Regions from separate parts of the Arachis hypogaea genome. Here region 1 is linked to region 2. Evidence: chromatin contacts called from public Hi-C data. All regions are on one chromosome and are shown on one strand. Each heading gives the region's core, a stretch centred on a gene start, on an enhancer-like site or on the middle of the called end of the contact. The rest is flanking DNA. Distances are from core to core; before and after follow the strand shown. Region 1 holds the start of LOC112796880 (L-type lectin-domain containing receptor kinase VIII.2). Region 2 holds the start of LOC112796878.

Region 1 (5,668 bases), core at 823-3,322, 260 kb after region 2:
GTTATTTAGAAATGTTAATTAATACTCAAATTTGTTCCTCAAAGATATAACTAATTCGTTCTTAAATTTGATTCTAAAAAAATTTGTAAATCATATTAATCTTTGAAATATAATTATAAGTCAAATCACTTATTTCATCAGATAGATTATGACATGTCACATGATGATTCAGTAGAACTAAAAAAATAAAGAACTACTAATAAAATGTACAACTCAATATAAAGTTTCTTATTTGTTGAGCTACAATTTTTCTATGATAATCGAATATAGTATGAAAGTGCTTTAACTAGAACACTTGATATCTAACACTTTGAATAACATCAAATGAAAAAAAATTGATATTCCACCTTTCTGATGTGCTTAATTCATAAGCTCATGTTCACTAGAATAAAATTTATAAGCTCGCTCAAAGATTGCAACTACTAAATATGCATTATAAGAGGATCATTGCATTCAAAAAATACACAACTACAGTTGTATCTGATAGTTGCATTCGAATAAACAACAGACGTTTGCTAGCAATTTGAGTGTGTGAGAAACGAAATATGATTACATTATAGTGTTTGGAGATCTGATATTTATAAGGATGTCTTTTTTTTCCATAACTAATACTTAAGGTTGCGAAGTAATGATAGACTACACGTATTTCGCTATCTTAGTTACAAAGTAGGATATACTCAATTTCTAATGTATTTTGCTGACTTGTTAGCGAAATATTATCGATTTTGAATTGAGCCTATTTTGCAATTTTTATTACAAAATTGGAGTAATTTGTTTTAGTGCATTTTGCATACTAGCCCAAATACCCTCACAATATAATACATATATAAAACTGAAAATGTTTTCTACTTTATCGAAGTTAATAAATAATTTTTTATTTAAATAAAAAAAGCTTCAACCAAATTGGTCTAGAAATTTAGACAAAGAAATAAATCATGATTAAATAAAAAATGTAATAATTATATTACTCCAACTAAATTGAAGCTTTAGCTTAATATAAATAAACAATCGATTTAGTAAAGTTTTTATTTTTTGAAAGTAGTCCATCAAAACTAGTTTTTGAAATATAATTTTTTTTATAAATTTTAATATTTATGTTTTGTAAATCAAACAAAAATGACTTGCTATAAATATATAAAAAACGATTATGTTTGAGAAAATAATTTTTAAATTATAAATAAAAAGACCATAATTGATATAAATATAAGGATAAATTTAGATATTTATTAATACATTATACATGAGATTATATTAAAACTTTTTATTTTGATAAATACAAACTAACTTTAAAAAAGACATTTTTAAATATTTCAAAAAGTACTTTTAAATTTTAAAAACTTCAAATAAAAGCACATTTTTTTTAATTTTTCAAATACAAAATAAATTGATTATATTTTTGAAAACTACGCATACTTCTTCAAAACATTTAACCAAATCAATTCTAACTTCAGGTCTCATTAAAAAGAAGGAAAAATTATATGTTACAATAAAATATTTAATGATAGAGCATGTTTAATTATTTTTTTTTAAATTATGTGTATAACTGACTTTCACTAACAATATTGGGTATGCATTTTAAATTTGTTACATGGAAATATAATGCACTAGTGATTTAATAATAATAATAATAATAATAATAATTTGTCAAGTTCTAATTAAAATATTTTATTTTCATGTCTTTCCAATAATAATTTTTATAAATTATATATAATATTTTAGGAAAAATTCATGCACTAAACTTTTTCTTATATTCTCATTGTATATATTAGAAATAGAAATAGATATCTCTATGTAGCATTTTGTTAGTTATTTATTCTTGATTGTATAGAATACATAATTTCTTAACATTATAAGTAAAAGTAACTGCTTATGAATAATTGTAGGGTGTAGTGAACATTGACAAGGAAAGGGTGGAAAAGGCAACAAATTGCAAAGAAGAAAACAAAAGATATATGATAATAATAAAATAAAAATCTTTATTATATTCCACTGTTCAGCAACCACAAAGGGAAAGTGTGGTGAAGCACGAAGTTGCAGAAAAAAGCAGTTTAAAAATTTTCTTGTTTGTTCACGGTATTATTAAAGATTAATTTATCGTAAATCATAGCTCTATCTAAAATTTTATTATTAATTAATAAATTACTACATGTCTTATTATTTATTTAAATAGATAAGTGAGATAACACTTGATGAACCAAATTGGTTAACGCAAATTGATTTACTATTTCAGTTAAAAACCTTTTATTTAACTTTCACAACCTCCAAACCCCACAACTTGAACTTCTCCCAATAATATTCTTTACTTTCTCTTCTCTTCTTCACTCCACAAACCCTAGAAAGTAGAAACTGAAAAGGAAAAGAAAAATTCACCTTTTTTTTATGCAAATGGGATTAACTCACCAACACTAGAGAGCCACACACTGCAAGATTCAGCTCAAACCCATTTCAATTATGGCCTCATTTTCCACTTCTCACTGCATCATTGCCTTCACATTCCTCAACTTGTTCCTCAAAATCCAAGCTTTGAACCCAGTTCCATCTTTTTCGTTCACAGACTTGGGAAAAGATCCAATTTTCAAGCAAAGTGTAGCACTTTATGGTAATGCAAGGGTTGTCAATGGCGAGTCTGAGGTTATGCTCTCTGGGTCTGGCAAAGTGATGAGAAAGAACCCCATCAAGCTTGTTGATGCTGCATCAAAGGGTTTGGTCTCATTTTCAACCTACTTTGCTTTTTCAATTTCCTTCAATGAGGGTGGGGATGGCTTGGCTTTTGTTATGGTTCCAAGTGGTTCTGAAGGTGAGTTTTTTGGTAATAACTCATCAGGGTTCTCTCTTGGATTGAAAGGAAAAAGCGGATTTGATGTTGTTGGTATTGAGTTTAGTATTGCAAATAGGGGTTCTGCTAGTTTTAATGTGGCCATTAAGGTTGGTGATTCAGTTCCTGCTAAAAAAAGCAATGTTTCTTCTGTTGTAAGAAGTGGTGAAAAAATGCATGCTTGGATTGATTATGTTGCAAGTTCTAGGAGATTAGAAGTTAGATTGAATCAATTTGGTCATTCAAGGCCATATGATCCAATTATATGGCATTCAATTGATTTCCCAAGTGTTTGGGAGTCCAAAGAAATGTTTGTGGGATTTAGTCCAGTGAAAAAGCATGATAATATTAATAGCTCTCAAGCATGCTTTCTCTATTCGTGGAGCTTTGTTTTGAGGATTTTCCCGCATTGGATGCACTCCGAGCCGGTTGATCCGAAGGTCCTTGCTACCAAGGAAACTGAGGCTCCAGTGGTGAAACCAAAGAGTGACTGCCTTTTGAGAATTCTTGCTGCTATGATATTCGGTGCCGGATGTGGAGCTTTGACAGCATTTGTTGTGCTTTATGTGTGGACCATCTTCGGCAATAGACGTCCGGTGATGCCGGAGGAGTATGTTATGCAGCCAATGGATTTCGAGTACAAGAAAGTCGACGTTGTTGTAGATAAACCCATCAAAGGTGCTAAGGAGTAGATCTGCTGGAGGGAGCTAATTGTGCCATTCACAGTTGTGTTGTAAATCAATGTTGCTTGTATTCAGGTTTTGTTTTGTTGTAATCTTCTGGTAAAGAACTGGTTAGTTTACTTTTTCCTACGTTATTGTCTTTTGTTAAGATAATTGAGATCCAGATCCAACTCTGCATCCAATATTACATAGCTTACCCCTTTTTTGTTTATCAATATATTGTGTAATGTTGCTGATAGAGATTTATTATATATATGGTTATCACTAATAACCACAATCAATCTACTTATTCAATGTTGATTGGCCCATAGTACATTAGTACCAATGTGGATTTATATTTATTTGCTTAGGGATGCAAATATAATAAAATTATGATACATGGATGAGTGGCTTCTACACAACACTATCTCCTTTGATTTGTTGAATCCTTTATGTTGATGTTATGTTGTTTTCCATTTACTAACACAGAGTAAATTAACTCAAGCATTGGTTGCCATAAAAAGGTGCAACTTTGAATGGAGTATTGATGTTAAGCATGGTCTGATCTGAAATTGTATTTTTTATCTTCGCCCCCGAAAACTTGAGATATTCATATTTAGATAGTCTTGTCTGTAACTTGATTTCTGGTTTCTGAAATAACGTAGCCTTTCTGTACTCTTTCCTTCACCAATCTTAGTAATGCAACTATCTTCTGAGAGTACGAGAATTTCGATTTGTTTGTGCACTTCATAGTGCCTATTGCTAACATCTAGCACACTTGAAATTAAGTTTTTTTTTGGTTTATGAGACCGCATGAAAAATCAAACATTTTAGTTGCTTGTCTTTTTGTTTTAGTAAATTCCTTTAAAGCTTCCTGCAAACCATTTACTCTGTATACTTGCTTGCGGAAGAGAATTTGAATCTGCTTGACTGCTTGTGATAAACCTTTTTTGGATATAAGTTTTATATCTTCCAAAAGCAAGTAAACTTGTTTCCCTCAAGGTGGGGGTTAAGTACTAGAATCGATAGTTAGTTTTATATTATCTGGTTTGGTTACTTACTATAGTTTTTTATTTGAATGCAATTGTAGGAATATTTTTAGTTGGCTGCTTCCTTTTGGCATGTTTTTATCATATTGACTAATTACAGAACACAGTAACCTAACCTTGTCCTGAACCTTACACAGTTTAAATTATGGGTACTGAAATAGTTCAAATGGCTGCATCTAGGACAAACTTGGATTAGTTAAATAGTAAGCAATACCACTTTCCAGTGCTTTCAAGTTGAGTAGTAGGAAATAGGAATGATAATTATTTATAAAAAAAAAAAAAAAAAAACAAGAAAGTGTTAGGAGAGGTGAAGTGACAACAATTTAACGGCCTATCTTTGATAATAAGTAGTAAGCACACTTGCATAGTTTATTTATGTTTTGACTTGAGTTTTGAAGTTAGTTTCTTGTTCCTCGGTCAGCTTCGGTCGTAGCACATCATCACATGGGTTTGGTATTTTCTTACCAAGTTGTGGCTTTATCATAATTCATAAGTGTGTACTATATGTCCTGCCTTTATCAATTAATATGTTAACCATGTGGCATTGCTGGCTATGCTCGTAGAGAAGGTGGTGGCTAAGCGATTTTGATGACTTCATATGCCATTTTTAGCTCATCTATTCATTGCTTTTACAGAGAATTTATTCATTGACAGCAAATTACGGATTGAACCAAATTGGTTATTAGTTTACATAAACATTCAACTGTCTAACAAACCATGCCTTCATAATGAAATAATAGTACTATAAAATATCTAAGGAATTAGTTTCTTGGGGAAGAAGAATCAAGACATTTAAATTCATGGTCCATACTTGCTGCCAAAGAGATGATATCGGATGGATATAGATGCTTATTTGCAAAAGATCTTGTCTATTGAAAACTCGCCACAAATAAACTAACTAATTTGGGTTGGTCGAATAATCAATTTACTCATCCACTTTATTAGACCTTGTCCTATCAAGCGGCCTATCAAGCTGAACAATGCCAAGGGAAACCCAAAAAAAATTCCCCACAAAAATTAAGTGATCAACATTTCTCCGTTGTATTTACATTGCATTTGAAATAATACTAGCCAAAATAGAACACCCAACAAATGCATTGAACCCTGACCTCAACACCAGATCCGTCCAAACATATTTTTCA
Region 2 (5,503 bases), core at 2,557-5,056:
TGTACCTTCATATTGCTATGGTCTATGGACAAGAAATATGAAACAGTGAATAATGTTTCATCAGAATCATTTTTCAATATAACACCAATTCACAAGCCTTGGGTTCTCCAATGAAGCTATTATTTATAGCATTGGCATTTGGCAGAAGCAACCATGTTAGGGCGTTAGGGTGTGGTCTAAAAGCATGTCTAATTTCTATGTAAAAAATATGCATCAAAATCTTAACTTTAAAACAGTTGGTACCTATTCTTGGGTTTCAGTTATAAGACTCTAAGGCATTAATATATGCAACACTAGACATGGTTTCAAATTAAGGAGTGGATTAACCTAGATATTTATGCTTGTGTATATTACCACAAGTAAACTAATGCGAAAACCAACGATTTTAGATTTGCTTCCTGGCATGTATAGTGTATCCAAATCCAAAACCACATTTACTTCCAAGTTTACCAAACTCAAACATAGTTACCAAGATTAAGTGAGTAGCACACAAAAAAAAGTAGTATGATATCTACAATAGATTAAAGATTGATGATTGCAACTTTGACCAAATAAGGCAAGGTTGTAATCTAGGTTTAAATGAATGATGTTATCCTAATTCCAGTGCAACTTCAGAGAACTGCTATTCGGAGCAACGGTCAGATATCTCTCCAGCGGGGATCAGTAATAAGTCAGGTTGAGTCATTCTTCAAATTGTCACTCATTTACAATTTTCCTAATCAAGAGATTGCTCCCGCTTTTTCTCTGCATGAACAATAATGCGATGAGTTAATGTTGTTGGATTTGCAAAATAAGTGTCACTTTCATTTTTCATAATTTAAAAAAAATCAATGTGTCCAGGAATAATTTGTTTTCAAACATTTATTTCGAAACAAATGCAGTATTAGTTTAGAAAAATAAATTACTGGGGTTTAAAATAAAATTGAGAATGAGAACAATAGAAGCATGAATTTTACCAGGGCTGACAACTGTTATGCTTTTTGTGACAGATTTCACTGCTGTCATACAATCTGGACCTGTTAAAAATGAAAGATCAGTAAATTGTGTTTCGCTAAAAAATATAAAATAAGATCGAAAAAAATGAGCTCCATTACCTAATATTCTCAGATCTTTCTCACATAGGACTTCAGAAACAGTTGTTAATTCATTTAAAGCATTAGTGTCATTGCATTCTTGAGGTGAGCTGCTTGACAATGGAAATAATATGAGATGAAAAGTTAGATATATTATTATTATTACAGAGGAACTTAATAGTTATTATAGCATCAAAAGAAAGAATACCCTGAAGCATTTTCAATGGAAGGGCTTGATGTTGGTTGGCAACTGAAGTCAATGCCATCACAAGGTATTTCTAGATCATTTAACATTTCACTGAAGGAGAAGTCAATTCCTAAAGCATCGAAATTTGGGAACTCAATGTCAAACATGTCCAGTTCCTTCTCAGACTCAGACGTAGAAACCTCGTTCGACAATTGTTTGTCCAAGCCCTCTGGCATATCAGAACCAAAGTCCAACCTGCTTCTCACATGATCTCTCTTTCCTAATTTGTCAGAACCTGTCTTCAGAGGTGAAATGCAATGGCTCATCTCTATGTATGCCATCTGTTTCGCAGGGCTAACCATAACTCTCTTGGTTGAAATCACAGTGCAGCGCGTAGGAGTAGCCTCTTGATTGCAACCCGAGACTGAAGAAATCTCAGGAGGTGAGATATTTGTACCACTTTGGGATGAAGTTATTCTTCTAGTAGGTGTCTTTGGTGGTTGTGAATTACTAGTTGGAGGGAGGGAAGATTGGTCGAATAAGCATTTAGCAATATTGGATCCTTGAGCCTGTGATCCACTCGGCACACAGTTCTCTGGTGAAGAACGAATTGAAGAAGTTGGTGGACCTACTACTTGAGAATCAATGGTATTATCAGGCTGCGGTGGCACATTTGGACCTGAAAATGGCAATAAAGCAAATAAATGTCATGTTTCGCAAGATTGGCATATACTTTAGACCCTTTCGGAGATAGCTAATTAGCTATACCTTGGACAGAAACTTTCTTGTTGGTTGATCTACCACGAGACTTTTTCGCAGCTAAAGGTGCATCTGTTTTAGTATCCTTTCTCTTTCTGTCGGATACATTCATCGCAGATGTTGAGAAGTTTCCACCCTCTGAATTTGTATTGCTAGACAGAGGCAGTGAGTGTATATGCGATTTGATTTGCACAGAAGAAGGTACACCTAAGTAAACAACATGAAGATCGTCATCATGTAAGGTCAGTAAACAATTGAATTGAAAGAAGCTAACATCTGCAGATTAAAACAATTTTCAGTGAAAAACGAAATCAAATTACATTCTATAATCCACTTATCAGATATCTGTTGCACCGAAGCAACTGCAAATTAGCATGATTTTCTTATCACAGCATAACCAAGATAAGCTTATATCCACAGTCAAGTCTCCACTCCATTATTCTTCAGAACCAAAATTTGGAAGGAAAAAAATTAAAACAAAATGGCATGTAATATACCCTTTACAAACATATCGGTCGTCTTTATTTTCTCTTATTTAGTACATTACATGCCATAATTCACATTAATTAAAACATGATCTTCCATGGAATACCAAATTTGAGCATTGGCTAATCACAAAAAGTACATTCTCAATAGAAGAAATAGATGCACACAAAAAACCTGCATACGTATGAAGTATGAACTACTAACAAAATTCAAGTTAGATGGGAACAAAGGAAGGAACCTGGCTGAGGTTTGTTAATATAAGTTGGTTGAGGAGGAGCAAGAGCAACTGCAGATTTCGCCGGAAGAGCTGAGAGGTTTCCACTGGCATTGAAAGCGTTCATGACATTCTGCATACCGTGCAACAGCATCTGAACCCGGTTTTTCTCTTGCTCCATGAGAACCCTTTCCTGCTCCAACATGACCTTCTGCTCCTTCAAGCTTATGTACTCATCCAGCATCTCCCCTAAAGTCAACAAAGTCTTCGGTGCCTGAAATAAAAAAAAAAAAATCAAGTTCACTATTAACATGAACTAGGGTTTTGTACTTCATGATAAAAATAAACAATATACCAATTTTGAGTGACATATTCTAAACATGTCATAAAGAACCGAACTTATGATCCAAAATGAAGACCCAGGTGCACATATCCGCTAAGAAATTGGGGGTAAAATAAAATAAGGCCTTAAACATGTGTGATAGAATTCCAACTATGTGACCAAACAAAACTAAACCCTAAATGCTCAAATCCGCATTAAATGAAAGAAAAACAAAAGGGATCTGCAAATAAAAAGCACAAATGAACAAATCAGCATAGCAATTTAGGGGAAAAAACCAAAAGGTGTTGTATATAAATATATACCTCATTAATGGGTGACTTGGCGATGAGAGAGGAAGCTTCAGTTCGGAAGACGGAACGCGTGGACGAGAAGTTGTTGTCGCAAAGGTACCTATCGACGATGAACGCGATCTGCGTTGGTGTGACCTTCCCTTTCCCCAGCGTCTCTACCTTTCTGCCTTTGGTGGATGGCTTCCCCGCCATCGTTTTCTTTCTTCTCTTCAAAGCTCACAGAAGTGAAATGAAGAGGAAGATGAAAATGAAAGTCTCACTCAGATCAGAGGGATGGTGAGAGAAAGAAAGAAAGCTATAAATTAAGCATTGAGAGTGTGTTGAAAAATGGAGCGAAAGTGTATAACAAAGGACGCGGGAGACTGTTTTTGAACACAATATAATTCTTTTTGGTGAAATAGTGTTTTGTTGGCTTTGTTTTGGCGGTAAACGGCAAAATAAAATATGTGCGAGTCAGTGAAAACTCGATCTTTCCCTTTTTTTTTAATGACCATCAAACTCAACCGATTTGTTCTCTGGTCATAAGACTCACGAGTCATGACTATTGAGTATGGACTCATGAAGAGCCCAACAGGGAACTATTCTTGTTTCCTATTTCCATTTCGTTTGGAAAAACAACGCTAGAGCCCAAATAAAAAAAAAAAACAACTAAACGATATTACAGGGAAAAGAAACCAATCATCCTCACTTAACAGTCAACAACAATTTAATAGTCGAGTGGCTAATTCACTTGTCCGTTTAAGTAAGTGTAGGGGGTTTGAATCCTGCATTGTGCATGCAGCAACTCATTAGCCAACAGTAAACCCTTAAATGGAACTCAGATTCACGATTGATTATCTTTCGCTTGTCGGGTTAAGAGATACCGTGGACAACAAAAAAATATAATATCAGAAGAATATAAAATAAAAATCTAAGAATTTTAAATTGAATGTTTTGGTCTCAAATCAATTTTTATTTCCTATAAGTCTTCAAGAATTATTCTTGTCAGATAAATGGATCTTTTTGTCATCTTAAAGTAAGACTAATTTATCTTACAGTGATATATTTAGAGAGTGTTTCGCTTGATTTTTGGTAATCTCGATAGAGTGTTGAATCAAGTTTGTATCAAAAACTCAATTCGTAGAGCAAATACGACTCTTCTTAAAAAAGGGAACTCGACCGAGATTTACTAAGTGTATGTGTCGGATGATTACTTGTGTATGAAATATTGGATATAACTTGGATCAGATAATGTAAATAACAACAATAAATGGAAATACAAAATAAATGAAGCTTTAAATAGATAAGAAAGTAAATTTGGCACTAAAAAAAAGCGAAATACTTGAAGAAAAGAAAACGAATTGAAAACTGACTCGAGATGCTCTCATGCACTTATACTCTATGGTTCCTTTGATGTCAGTGTGACTTGGAATTCACAAAGCTTTAGTGTAATTATGAAGTGTTTCAAATTGAAGTCCATAATTTCTTCTGAGCTTCTCCTATTTATAGACTACCATATTGGTTTGTTGATGCCCACGGTCCAGTCTCCTCTCTTTTTTCTCTTCCACGATCTAGATTCAGTTTATTCTTACCCACAATCTCATCTTGACCTCCACGGACCTTAATTTCCAAGTAATAGCCCCACGTCTTCTTATTTACCATGTGACATTCAATTAACCTATGTGTCCTCAACAAATTTTTTACCTAAGTCTTTCTCAACTCAACAAATATCCTGCATGCTGTAGTGGATATTTTGCTTCACCATGGTCAACGTAATTATGTCAAATTTTTTGTACTAACAAATTGTCCCTTAAAACTTGTCTTTTAAGAAGTGAAATGATAAGTTTTACTCAATCACAGGCTAATCATGTGCCAGACTTAAAATTCAGAATTTAAAAAGACAGTTATATAGTTTCTAAAATGTCACACGCGTTTTTCTAAGAATACGTAACGTTCTCTATGGACTTTAATGGACCTTTCATCATTTTTTTATTTCAAATCCTCTTAACGGTATTATTACTTCATTGTTTTCCCATTCATCCTTCATCATTTTCATCACTTGAAACGAAAATCCCTTTTGTTCATTATTCTCTCTACCATTTTCAAATGAATTCTCAACAAAACACCTCACTTTCTGTTATTGTTGCATCTTCTACTTTTGCAACCATTGTC

The links. Hi-C and Micro-C count contacts between places; a contact is called where the count stands out from the background.
Region 1: a Hi-C map of leaf shows a contact between it and region 2, with 4 times the contacts expected there. The contact joins the promoter of LOC112796880 here to the promoter of LOC112796878 in region 2. A contact is called at or near these places in 3 of 8 Hi-C or Micro-C datasets (leaf and an unstated tissue).

Annotation. Positions count from the first base shown.
Region 1 is chr4:80,499,117-80,504,784 of arahy.Tifrunner.gnm2.J5K5, forward strand. It overlaps LOC112796880 (L-type lectin-domain containing receptor kinase VIII.2), which reads left to right and starts at 2,073. Exons shown (of 1, transcript XM_025839540.3): 1 at 2,073-3,792. The coding sequence starts at 2,452. The coding sequence ends at 3,507.
Region 2 is chr4:80,240,410-80,245,912 of arahy.Tifrunner.gnm2.J5K5, forward strand. LOC112796878 reads right to left here and starts at 3,807. Exons shown (of 7, transcript XM_025839537.3): 1 at 3,365-3,807; 2 at 2,744-2,993; 3 at 2,029-2,226; 4 at 1,282-1,939; 5 at 1,095-1,183; 6 at 957-1,016; 7 at 446-744. The coding sequence starts at 3,544. The coding sequence ends at 716. It overlaps LOC112796879 (fructose-1,6-bisphosphatase, chloroplastic), which reads left to right. Exons shown (of 4, transcript XM_025839539.2): 4 at 1-95.